Regions from separate parts of the Mus musculus genome. Here region 2 is linked to region 1. Evidence: chromatin contacts called from public Hi-C data. All regions are on one chromosome and are shown on one strand. Each heading gives the region's core, a stretch centred on a gene start, on an enhancer-like site or on the middle of the called end of the contact. The rest is flanking DNA. Distances are from core to core; before and after follow the strand shown. Region 1 overlaps Tcf20 (transcription factor 20). Region 2 holds the start of Tbrg3 (transforming growth factor beta regulated gene 3).

Region 1 (6,521 bases), core at 3,745-6,244:
TGAGATGGGGTTTCCCTATGTAGTCCAGTTTCTTACCGTGACTTCAAATTTATGACCCTCCTTCTTCAGCCTTCCAGTTGTTGTGATGACAGGAGTATACCACCATACCTGGCTTTATTTTTATTTTTATATTTATTTACTTATCTATCTATCTATCTATCTATCTATCTATCTATCTATCTATCTATCTATCTATCTATTTATTTGGGATTTTTTAATAGCTGTAGATTAGTGCCTTCTTTTGAGGCCTGCAAATATTTCATCATGTTTGCAGATAGATTTTTTTCCCCACAGCTTTTGTGGCCGACTCTGGAAGAGCCAATTTTTTTACACCTGCAGTATTCTAGTAGATTTCTTTTTCCCAAGATAACGAAAAAGCTTGTGAGCTCTGAATGACTTGGTTCCTTAAGATGTTTTCAGAGTCCCTTTTTGGGATTCCCTTGCCAGAGCGCTACCCTTGCCAGAGCGCTACCAGTGCCATCAGCACTAGTTGTCCTGAGGTCAGTCCTGAAGACATGCTAGATTCTAGGAGCAAACTGGATGCAGAATAGGATAAAACCAAACTAGTCAGTGGACAGGTACACATGCCCAGTCTGCTAATTTATATGTACATGAAAAAGATGATACAGGTACATCCATGTTTAAGGTGACAGCTCAACTTGGCAGCCTTGAAGATTTCTTTCTTAGTGCTTTTATGAATAGATCAATGTCTTGTTGATGACTAGGCAGAGACTTTTGTCAGAAGTGTAGCTGGATTCTGGAGTGGACATTTCTTATTCTGTCTGTCTATGAGGCACATGATTTATTAATTAACTTCTAAGCCTTGGTTTATAAAAGGTGAATACTAACATTGTAGATTATAGTAAGGAGAGAGACTGTTAACATCTATGTAAAGTACCTGGTAGCATGTGTAGCATGCAACAAATAAGAACAGCCATTATTAATTTAGACACTACTCAAATTATTGTCAAAAAGGAAAACCAAATGTACTTGGATGGCTCTTGCTTAACATATGGTATAGTAAAAGGATCATGAATTTTAGAAAAAAATTGAGTTAAAGTGTATCAACTCCCAACATGTCTAGAAATGACTTAGAACATGTCATAAATGATCAGTCCCCCACCCTCCCGGGGAGGGGCAGTTTGTATATACACAGGGAAGCCAGATAGTTGGCCATATTGGAAGTTGCTTAATATATAATTATTAGTAGTATTTGTAGCACATTCCATTAGTTTGGTAAAAATTTTTTACTGTTTGGTTTTATTAAGTGAAGTAAACCAACAAATTCTTTGCTGTAAGGATAACTTGTAGAGAAGATCACATACTTTAGCAACTCCTGGGATCCTGGGGCCCACATGACCTGGTAGGGTAGGAGGGCATTTCTGGACTCAAGGATGTTTCAGAGAAATACGAAGGGTAATGGCTCAGAGGCATTTTTGAACAAGATTGTTGGGTAGGAACAGCAGAAATAGGAAGATGCCATAGACTATCCATGACTGTGGCGAATGTGATATCACATTGTCAAAGTAGCAAGTGGAGGAATTTTTTTTTTTTGAGACAGGATTTCTCTGTGTAGCCCTGGCTGTCCTGGAACTCACTTTGTAGACCAGGCTGGCCTCGAACTCAGAAATCCTGTCTCTGCCTCCTGAGTGCTGGGATTAAAGGCGCACGACACCATGCCCAGCTCAGGAAATCTTATTCTATTGTTCCTGTGATCAATGCTGAAGCAGAGAACTCCTTGGGGACATTTTTCTATACCAGGAAGATGGAAGTGGCCATCTCAGAACCAGAGGATAGAACAAATAGAAAAGAACAGGGAACAGGGTTGTGATTGGACAGTGCATTGTAAGCAAAAAAAAAAACAACAACAAAAAAAACAAAACCAAAACATATATGTATATGAATTGTAATTTACTCTATAAAGTAGTAGTTCAGGGTAAGACACTGAGGTAGTCAGGAAAAGAACAGCATTCATTATTTTTGCTGTTGAAAATAAATTGAGGGCTGGAGAGATGGCTCAGTGGTTAAGAGCGATGACTGCTCTTCCGAAGGTCCTGAGTTCAGTTCCCAGCACCCACATGGTATCTCACAACTATCTGTAATGGGATCTGATGCCCTCTTCTGGTGTGTCTGAAGATGGCTACAGTGTATTCATATAAATAAAATAAATGAATATTTAAAAAAAATTCAGTCAGATGTGGTGGCTTACTTATAATCTCAGTACTCAAAATGCTGAGGCAGGAGGATTGCTGTGAGTTTGAGGCCAGCCTGGGCATTACAATAGAGACCTTGTTCCCAGAAGTAAAAATAAATTGATTTTGTTAGAATAAATACATGTTGTCTTTGTAGAAACGAGTTCTTCTACAAATGGCACCACCTAGTATTATATTATTACATGGGAACCCTGGCTGTAATGGTTAATGAGTTCTGCTGACTGTACCACATTCTGGTTCATTGCCTATCTCCTGATTGCTACTCTTGAAATTAGTGTATTTCTTGCAGTGTTGCTATGTACTTTGTCTGACATCCCGTGTTTCTTTTTTAGTCCATGTTGTATACCATTTTGTATGAAATAAGTGTTTCTCACTCCTCAACTCATAATAGGGTACTCTGAAATTCTGAGAATGAGAGTACTTTATCTATCAATCAGTGTCCCAGTAGAAAACAAATAGCACATTAAAACTGGTAACTTGAGGTGCATTTAATTGCATTTCTAGTTTGTTCAGGAGAAGAGAAGCTTTGTATTCTATGAATAATTTGTATAAGGAATTTATTAAAACTTATTTGTAATACCAATAAGAATAAGGATTGGTTCAATATGGGAAGAACCGGGATTGGGAAAGCCTGTCAGGCTGTTGATGATCTGGTCATCATAGTACATATTCTTGGGAGTTTGTGGGGGAGCTGTTGGGAGTCTGTGTCAGCTGCAGTTGCCTCCAGGGAATATCAGCCTCTCTTTTTCTTCTTTCTAGTCTCTCTTTGTACACTTTAACCCCCTGTAGTACCACTCCCAGCCCCAGCTCCAGCTCCTGATCTGCTGAGCATGTAGAAAGGGATGTGGACAGCCATGCAGAAGGATAACCAAACTGGGAGATTAGCATCTTCTGGCCTGGTATTCATGGGGAGTTGTTAATACCTCCTGAGCTTAAGGGCAAGAAGTAATTTCCGAGCTCAGAGAAAATGGCTAAATGTTTAAATTGCCAAACATCTGACAGAGCTTGTTAGCAGAGTCTTTACCAGCCTCAAAAATTGCCTAGTCAGGGCCAGGAGAGTAAATTTTGTTCCCTACTTCCAAACTGGTCCAGAAGCCAGAGGATGGTAGAGCCTGTCTGTTTTCTCTGTGGAGCGGAGCCTAGAGGTCAGTTAGTATATCCTCACAGGGGGTCTAAATAGAATTATTAACTTGAGGACTGAAACTTTTTTGCTGTTGTTTAAACAGGAATGTATTCTGTCATTCTGGCAATAGATCAATAGCAATAGCTAAATCTACTTGGAAAGGTAGAAACTTTCTTGAAGATTCTTCAGGGGTCTTTGGGGGAGAAAAGATTGGGTTGGAGAGGGCTGGTGAGATGGCTCAGCGGGTAATTTCCAGCTGGGTTTCTCTTCTAGGCAAGAATTATTAATGAGCAACACAGCCTTATTCCTTGTCTTAATTGTTGTGGGTTTTGTACTAATGCATTAAACATTTTCCCAGAATCAAAACTCATGACCTGTTACTGTATCCTCTACCTGGAGTCATACTCTCCTGTAGTGTAACAGACAACACAAATAACCTAATGACAATGTCAGAAAGGTGGGACTACATCAGGTGGGGAATGGCAGGATTCTACTTCCATGGAGACATCCCAGCAGAAAGTTTTTTCCTGAGGCATCGAGGGTTCTTTAAAGAACTGGGTGCTGGGCTGGAGAGATAGCTCATCAGTTAAGAGCACTGACTGCTCTCCCAGAGGTCCTGAGTTCAATTCCCAACAACAACATAGTGGCTCACAACCATCTGTAATGGGATCTGACGCCCTCTTCTGGAGTGTCTGAAGACAGCTACAGTGTACTCATATTAAATCAATCAATCAATCAATCAATCTTAAAAAAAAACAAAACAAAACCAAAAACCGAATGCATTGGAGAGAATAATGCTCTTAGATGATGACAGAAAGACAACAAAAGTTAATACTAGTTTTCAATAAAAGTGAGGTCACCAGCTTTCCAAACCAGGCTGGAGAGAACAGTCCACAACTGGGACTGGAATGTGTAGACTCAAAGTCCTGGACCTTATAACTACTCTTTTGTGGTCTCTTGCTCTTGGTGGCTCTGAATTAGGTGGTCAAGAGAGGTACTTTGAAGACAATTTTATGTCAAGAAGCAGTCAGATCTGACTTATAGGTGACTACAGTATAAGGAATCCATAGTAATACCAAGTTGAGTGTCCCAGAGTCACTAGTCACCATAAGCAGGCGATTTTGAGGAACTAGCTTTGGTTCTCAGGATGGGTCTTTGTCTTGGAGTGATTGGAGTAGTCTTGGACACCTCCTGAAACAACTGCTCCGTCATTATCTGAGGCTCCTCAGCTTAAATTAAAAGAGCTTTTGTCACCCCACAGTAACTAAAGATTTATTTAAAAAATGTCTTTGTTTGTAATAACATTCCAATATTTACTCCAGTTGAATTTGTAAGACTCATTTATCTAATGAAGTTTTTAAAGACTATATTGAATGTGTTTGTGTATTCCTAGTATTTTCTTTGTTGTATTACAGATTCCTTCATTCTTTAGACCATTTATCTGCTTACTTGCATTATTAGAAATTGATAGAAAAAGGAGATGGAATTTAAGCAATCAGCTTTATCTGGTCACTGAGTTATTTATCTAGGCTTGATCTTTGTGTCAAGCAGATGCATGTCTCATGCTTTTTCTTTTTTTCCCTTTCTAGGAGGGCTGCTGGCCTGCTGCTGTGCTGCTGAACAGTATGCAGTCGTTTCGGGAGCAAAGCAGTTACCACGGAAACCAGCAGAGCTACCCACAGGAGGTGCACAGCTCATCCCGCATAGAAGAGTTCAGCCCTCGCCAGGCCCAGATGTTCCAGAATTTTGGGGGAGCAGGTGGTGGTAGTAGTGGCACTGGCAGCAGCAGTAGCGGTCGACGAGGAACAGCTGCTGCAGCGGCAGCAATGGCTAGTGAGACCTCTGGCCATCAAGGCTATCAGGGTTTCAGGAAAGAAGCTGGAGATTTTTACTACATGGCAGGCAACAAAGACACAGTGGCAGCAGGAACCCCACAGCCTCCTCAGCGAAGGCCTTCTGGGCCTGTACAGAGCTATGGACCTCCCCAGGGGAGCAGCTTTGGCAATCAGTATGCGAGTGAGGGTCATGTGAGCCAATTTCAAGCACAGCACTCTGCCCTTGGTGGTGTGTCTCATTATCAGCAGGATTACACAGGGCCTTTCTCTCCTGGGAGTGCTCAGTATCAACAGCAGGCCTCTAGCCAACAACAGCAGCAGCAGCAGCAGCAGCAACAGCAGCAGCAGCAGCAACAGCAGCAGCAAGTACAGCAGTTGAGACAACAGCTTTACCAATCCCATCAGCCTCTGCCACAAACCACTGGACAGCCAGCCTCTGGCTCATCGCATCTACAACCAATGCAGCGGCCCTCAACTCTGCCATCTTCTGCTGGTTATCAGTTAAGAGTAGGTCAGTTTGGACAGCACTACCAGTCTTCTGCTTCCTCCTCTTCCTCCTCCTCCTTCCCTTCTCCACAGCGTTTCAGTCAGTCTGGACAAAGCTATGATGGCAGTTACAGTGTGAATGCTGGATCTCAGTATGAAGGGCATAATGTGGGTTCTAATGCACAGGCTTATGGAACACAATCAAATTATAGCTATCAACCTCAGTCTATGAAAAATTTTGAACAGGCAAAGATTCCACCAGGAAACCAGCAGGGGCAGCAGCAGCAACAGCAGCAACCACAACCTCAGCAACAGCAGCCGCAGCAACAGCAGCAACAGCAGCAGCAGCAGCAACATCCTCCCCAGCATGTGATGCAGTACACAAATGCTGCCACCAAGATGCCTCTGCAAAGCCAGGTTGGGCAGTACAACCAGCCTGAGGTTCCTGTAAGGTCTCCCATGCAGTTCCACCAGAATTTCAGCCCTATTTCTAACCCTTCTCCAGCTGCTTCTGTGGTTCAGTCTCCAAGCTGTAGCTCTACACCTTCTCCTCTCATGCAGAGTGGTGAGAATCTCCAGTGTGGGCAAGGCAATGTGCCCATGAGTTCCAGAAACCGAATTTTACAGCTAATGCCCCAGCTCAGTCCAACTCCATCAATGATGCCCAGTCCTAACTCTCATGCTGCAGGATTCAAAGGATTTGGATTAGAAGGGGTGCCGGAAAAGCGGCTGACTGATCCTGGGTTGAGTAGTTTGAGTGCTTTGAGTAGTCAAGTGGCCAATCTTCCTAATACTGTCCAGCACATGTTACTTTCTGATGCTTTGACACCTCAGAAGAAGACGTCTAAGAGGCCCTCATCATCA
Region 2 (5,821 bases), core at 3,217-5,716, 41 kb before region 1:
GCCCCTCCCAAGAGAAAGGAGAGCAGGAGTCTGCTGAGGGATAAAGGTGAGGGCTGTTCCCTTGCTCAAGAGAGTCAGCTAGTATGGGGAAGGACGACACCAGCCTGCAGCTGAAACAGACACCCTGGCTCAGTTCTCACAAGTCACTGATCTGCTGAGCAGGGCCAGTCTCCTCAATCAATCCGTGCTGACAGATGGTAGCAGAATCAGTGACCTAGAGGCAGAAGGCTCCATTTGTAATCCCAGAGCGGCCCAGGTTCTTGGAGGAGGGCTGAGGAGTTTGTAATAAAAGGAGTGACACAGGGTTTCCAAAAGCCATCTCAGAGCCAGAGAAAGAGAGAAGGGATTAGTTTTGCCTCTGGAATTGATACACAGTGATTCCGTTCAATAGGTAGTTTAGAGTGGACTGGGTTAGGAGAGATGGGAGAAAGAAACAGCTCATTTACTTTGTTTTCTTTAAAAGACTACAAAGTATAGAAAGAAAACTGAGATGGATACATTTGAGACAAGGAGGATACAAGAGGCTGAAGCAAGCTGGGTGTAGTATTGTCAGGGCCGCGATCCCAGCACCCCAGAGGCTGAGTCTGGAGGATGATGACTTGAAGCCAGCCTCTGAGACTCTGTCTCAAAACAAAGTAACGACCCTGAGTTGTAGGACTTTGGGTAGCAATTAATTTCCCTGAGCTTTATCTGCTCAGCTGTTCTGGCCTCCAATTTACAGTGATATCCTTCTTTCAGTCTCCTGCATCCTTGGACTCCAAGCGTGTATCACAGTGCATGGTGGTGTTAGAGTTAGTTGTGTCTGGTACTGCATGAATTCTTGGTGCAGCTCTCATTAGATACTCTCAGTACCTATTAAGTGAGGTAACACTAGGGGGTCAGGCATGGAACTCAGCGGGGAGAAATGAGTTGTCCAGGCCCCCCACACAGCACAAGAGCACTACTACCTGTCTGCTGGTCATGATTTCAATGAATGTGTTTCCTCTGTGTGATAATTCAAAGGCATATGGTAGGGTCCCAGCAGATCTGGCTGTAAGAATGGGGCAAGCTTCCATGTGGTGGTCATCTGGATAGTGTTCTGAAAGGGACTGAAAGAGTAGGGAGGGGGCTACCGTAGGGAAGGAGGCAGGGACTGGACCCAGTGTTTCTCTGCATCCTGTTCCTCGTGAGCTCTCTGGTATCCTTCTTGTCCCCGTGAGGCAAAGTGAGACCTAGGAAGAAGGGAGAATGAGGAAATGGTGTCCCTTTATGAACTGGCTGGGGATGCCTTCAACACTGAGTCACCAAGAAGGCACATCTACATTCTCCTCCCTCCCACGCCCCTTGGTGCAGAAAACTTTAGAGGTTTCCAGTTCCTCCCACCTTTCTCATGGCAGTCTTGACACTAGCAGTAGCCAGGCTGTGGTCTCTTAAAAGCCTTAGTGGCTGAGAGTTTGAAAGAAACAGAACAATGGGAACAGCTAGAGGGCAGGGCCTGGCGGTCTATTCAGCTTTGCCGCTTTGCTCCGGAAGGGCTTGGCACTTTGCCTGTTGTCAAAGAGGTGTGGGGGAGTCAAATCTCCGGGAACAGCCAGACCTGCGTTGGACTAGCCCCTACTTGATGAGGTGGGCTGGGAGAAATCATTACCTTCTCCACCACATCCTCCTGATAGGGTCCCTAGAACCAGGATCCCTAGCTGTGCCTGGAATCACCAGACCCTCTGTGGGTGGCCTGAGGCTAGGGAGAGTGAAGTACTCTGGCTGGATAGAATGAAAGGTGAAAGGGTAAAAGCCAGGCCACAGGGATCTGTAGATCCCAAATATATGAAATCTGGTCCCCAGACCAACCACAACTGACTCCTGTCAGCATCTCACCTTACACCCAAAGCATGTTTGGATTCCAGTTTCCTCTCAAGTTGGGTTGCTTTAGAGGGGAAGCCACAGACTCCCCAACATCTAGGCTGGATGCAGGCTTAGTTTAGAATCAGTAGTTTTAGGGACACATAATTCAAACCTTCTCCTTCCTCTTGCATCTGTGAGGTCCAAAGTGGAGAGGTCTCTGAGTGTGCCAAAAGCAGGGTATAAATAGTCCAACCTCACCCTCTCCTTATTAGCTTCATTTTGCATAGCAGAGGGGTGGGCACACAGTAGGTACTGCCATCTAAGGCAGCAGTTCCAACCTAGGCGTCGGGACAGCTTTGGTAGTGAATGACCCTTTCACAGGAGAGGCTGTCAGAAAACAGAGATTACTATTCATAACAGTAGCAAAATTACAGTTATGAAGTAGCATTGACATAGTTTATGGTTAGGGTCACCACAATATGAACTATATTAATGGGTCAAAGCATTAGGAAGGTTGAGAACCACTGATCTATGAGACGGTGGTTGTACATGAGATTTTTCTTGAGGAAAAAGAAATTTAGCCCTTTGCTCTGTGAAGATATCTGAGGAACAAGGGAAGGCTGGCTAGGGCCTGAGGCATGGCCCTGGAAATCTCTTACTTCAGTTCTGGGCCTACCATCCAGGAGTGCAGAACCTCAGCACCACTGCAGACTACTGGTGTGGAAGTCTATTTTACACGTGAGGTAGGTTGGCTTCTTTGCTTTTAGAACGGAGGAAACTGAGTGTCAGAGACTGTTGTTCATCCAGGAACACCCAGTAGGCACCATGGGCAGAGAGTGCATCCGCACACACCAGGCCATGTTACCCACCTGGGCCCGGCGGACGTTAAGAAAGCGGGAGCCACCCTGGTGGCAGCTCAAGTAACTATACAAATTGCCACGGGCTTCAAGGGCTGCCAAAGGCGCGACTTCGGATTTGGAGGCTCTGGGAGAACTCCAGAAATCCCAGTAGAAGGTTCTGTGCCACTAACTCCCCAGAAAGTTGCTCTGGGGCACCCCACAAGGTAGCCTTAAGCGGAGGGCTGGAGGTAGCACTGGGCGCGTGGTCCCGGACCGCAGAGTAGGGGGTCTCCTTGCTGCGCCTCTCGACGCTGCCACACGCGGGTGGGCAGCGCGCCACCCCGCCCCCGGCCCCGCCCCCTGCGCCCGCCCCGCCCCGCCGCGCGCCCTCCCGCCCGCCCGCGCGCCGGGGCCCGGAGCCGCCTCATTGGCTGCGCGCCGTCACCTGACGCTCTGTTATTTCCTGTGTGTTGGGAGAATGGAGAGAAAAAACCCGGAGCCGAGCCGCCTTCGGCCCCTGCGAGGCGGCCACGGCCTCAGCCGGGGGAGCCCTCCCTGAGGCGCGCCGGAGCGGGGAGTGAGCCAGCGAGCGCGCGGGCCGGAGCGAGCCTCTAGGGGCCGCGGCCCCGGCCCGCCCCGCCGTCGGCCTGGGCGTCCGCGCTGGAGGCGGTGGAGGCACCCCCACCCCCACCCCGCGCCGCGCCGCCGCCCCCTCCCCTCCCAGCGCCGGCGGAGGCCGAGGGACGGGCCGGGGGGCTCCTGCAGGTAACCGCCGCCCGGCCTGAGGAGAAAGGGCAGCCCGAGGGGCCGGGACCGGGCCGCGCCGCTCAGGCTGGCTGCTGGGAGCACAGGTCGTGGCCCGGCCCGCCCTGCAAGTGCTGAGCCTCGGGAGTCGCGGAGCGGGCTGAGGGGACCGGCGTGGGCTGCCGAGGGGTCAACGGCCAGGACCGGCGTCAGGGCAGAGCGGCCGGAGGCTCTGGGGCTGCGGGCGGAGATACCTGGTCGTTGCGGCCTGAGGTGCTGAGGGGTCCACGTTCTTGGCAGCCCCGCGGGGACCGGCGTTGCTGGCCTCTTGGCCGGGGGCTGGGGGCGAGGCACCCGTGAAGGGCCGGGCTTGGAGCGGGCCGGGGAGGGGCCGGCTGGGGCTGGCGGAGCAGCCGCGCGAACACCTGAGGCCATGTGGATGCGGCTGCCTGTCGCCTGCCGGCGGCCCAGAGCAGGTACCCGGCGGCGGGGCGCGAGCTAGGGGCGCAGGATGCACTTCCTGTGTGGGGCGCTCTCCCCTCCCCCGCCGCGGTGAGCAGGGCAGGGCGCAGGGTCCCGCGGAGTCCACGAAGGAGCTCTTTCTCGCGGGTAGGGGATGGGAAGGCGAGGCTCTGAGTCTCTCTTCCTCATTCTCACGGAAAAGTGGTGGCTTATAGAAGAGTTTGCTATCCGGCCTGCGGCGGGAGGTGGGATGTCTTGAGTGCGCCGGGATGGGAGTGGAATTTAGTGTGTGTGTGTGTGTGTGTGTTGGGGGGGGGCAGTGGAGCTGCGGATTCCTCCACGGTTTGTGGGTGCGGACACCAGTTTTGCTTGCCTGCCTGTATTCAACTCCTTTGGGGACGAATCAGAATTAGGGGTTTCTACCCGAGCTCTGCGTTCTCCCTCCAGAGATTAGATGACTCTGGTAAATGCTATAAAAATGGATGGAATTTTTGAGCTATTATCTAACAGGCTGATCTTTGAATGATAATTGGACCCTTATGTTAACAGCCTTAGTGAAGAGTTTTATAAAAGATTTTACATGGGGTGGCATTGGCAGCTGGGGAAACGGCACTAAATTCTGATCTAGGAGGCCTGGAATGCACTTCCAGCTTGGCCACCAAATAAACTGTAGCCCTGGGCAAGTTACCTACCCTCTCATGCCTCAATTACACTTCTGTTAAAGACTCCCTTGCAGGCCAGACATTTCGAAGGTTTATTTGAGTTTGGTTTGGTGGTTCTTCCACTCCGGTTTTGTGCTCGCTCTCATTTTGATCATAGGAACTTTACTGAGAGATGTAAGATGCGCCTCACTGGCTTGAGAAGTAACTTGGTCAGGGTAGTTTGTGCTCAATTCCCAGTGCTTTTCTGTGCTTCTGAAGAGAAAACGCACACTATTAATAGCAGTCTAGCTTATGTTGAATGCACATTATTATGCTTTTTTTTTTTCCTTTGTGATAAGAGTTTTCCGAAAAAGCACTGGCTAATTGGGAAATATGGATGCGATGATTGGGTCTGTTTTTGTTGGAAGCCCTTTCCACGTGGGGAAGGGATGCTATTTCAAGATCTTTTAGGTGACTCTTACTTGGCTAACTTCAAATTCCAATTTCAGTCTTGGAGTAGGGATAAAGTAGAATTAGCTATGCGATGTAGTAGGCTTGCAGAATTAATATCCACCTCAGGATGCAGTAAATGGTTTGCATCCCCGGTTTATTCCTAGTGGTAGCAGGGTACTTCCCTGGCAGATGCTGAAGAACCCGTTAGTTTTACTGATTTTCTGGTGTGTGAGGGCCCTGGGCCATATGCTTTTGAATGGTAAGTACTCTTAGACCAACTTGGATTTTGCTCTTGTTTGTGGAAGACTTTGTTTTGTTTTGTTTTTGTTTGTTTTTTTGTTTTTGCTCAATTCCCCATAAAATATAGCTCACTATGGTTTTTTTAGATCATTTTTTAAAAAATTTTGGTCTGTATAGCCTTAATGGTCTTTAAACGTGGATGGCAAAATGGGCTCATAATGTTTATCTTGTGTATGTGTTAAAAGAAGGTTTTCTTTTATATTAGTTAAAATCATGCCTGTCACATAAGGAGACACTTAAGATTATACATATGAGTTATTTGGAATTTTTTATTAGGACTTGAATTATGACCTCATGTTTACTGTATGATTTGAAAAAGTGCCAGTTACTTGAATTAGAAGCACCTCTCACACTCAAGTATGTATTATGCTTGTTTTATGGCTTATGAAAAAATTACTATAAAGCTTTACTGTGGTAGTTTGTGAGTGTGTATGTATGTACGTATGTATATGAGAGATCTTACATAGGTAAGATAGTAGGAGAATTGCCTTTATTAAGTTTTAACTTAGAGAGGAAAGGAAGCTAACATTTACGTTAAAAACAAAAACAATGTATGGACTT

Evidence for each region. Hi-C and Micro-C count contacts between places; a contact is called where the count stands out from the background.
Region 2: a Hi-C map of cerebral cortex shows a contact between it and region 1, with 2.0 times the contacts expected there. The contact joins the promoter of Tbrg3 here to the enhancer-like site in region 1. A contact is called at or near these places in 1 of 15 datasets of contacts at CTCF or cohesin (the NIH/3T3 cell line), 10 of 484 Hi-C or Micro-C datasets (the AML12 cell line, CD4 T cells, Th1 cells and 7 more), 7 of 115 datasets of contacts at active chromatin or transcription factors (the HPC-7 cell line, the SCID.adh cell line, cardiomyocytes and 3 more) and 3 of 9 other capture datasets (adipose tissue, liver and pancreatic islet).

The regions. Positions count from the first base shown.
Region 1 is chr15:82,855,689-82,862,209 of GRCm38.p6, reverse strand. It overlaps Tcf20 (transcription factor 20), which reads left to right. Exons shown (of 5, transcript NM_013836.3): 2 at 4,926-6,521. The coding sequence starts at 4,962. Among named protein-coding and RNA genes, the nearest start is that of Tbrg3, 40 kb to the left of the region's middle. Within about 2 kb of position 4,994, at least 49 of the 459 cell types and tissues checked have an H3K27ac peak or open chromatin away from gene starts, as enhancers often do. A contact at or near this core is called in cerebral cortex, where this site is marked.
Region 2 is chr15:82,897,106-82,902,926 of GRCm38.p6, reverse strand. Tbrg3 (transforming growth factor beta regulated gene 3) reads left to right here and starts at 4,466. Exons shown (of 1, transcript NR_027799.1): 1 at 4,466-5,821. The region is part of intron 1 of Tcf20 (transcription factor 20); the gene reads left to right. It overlaps Gm20324 (predicted gene, 20324), which reads right to left and starts at 3,847. Exons shown (of 4, transcript NR_045068.1): 1 at 3,659-3,847; 2 at 1,855-2,208; 3 at 1,113-1,211.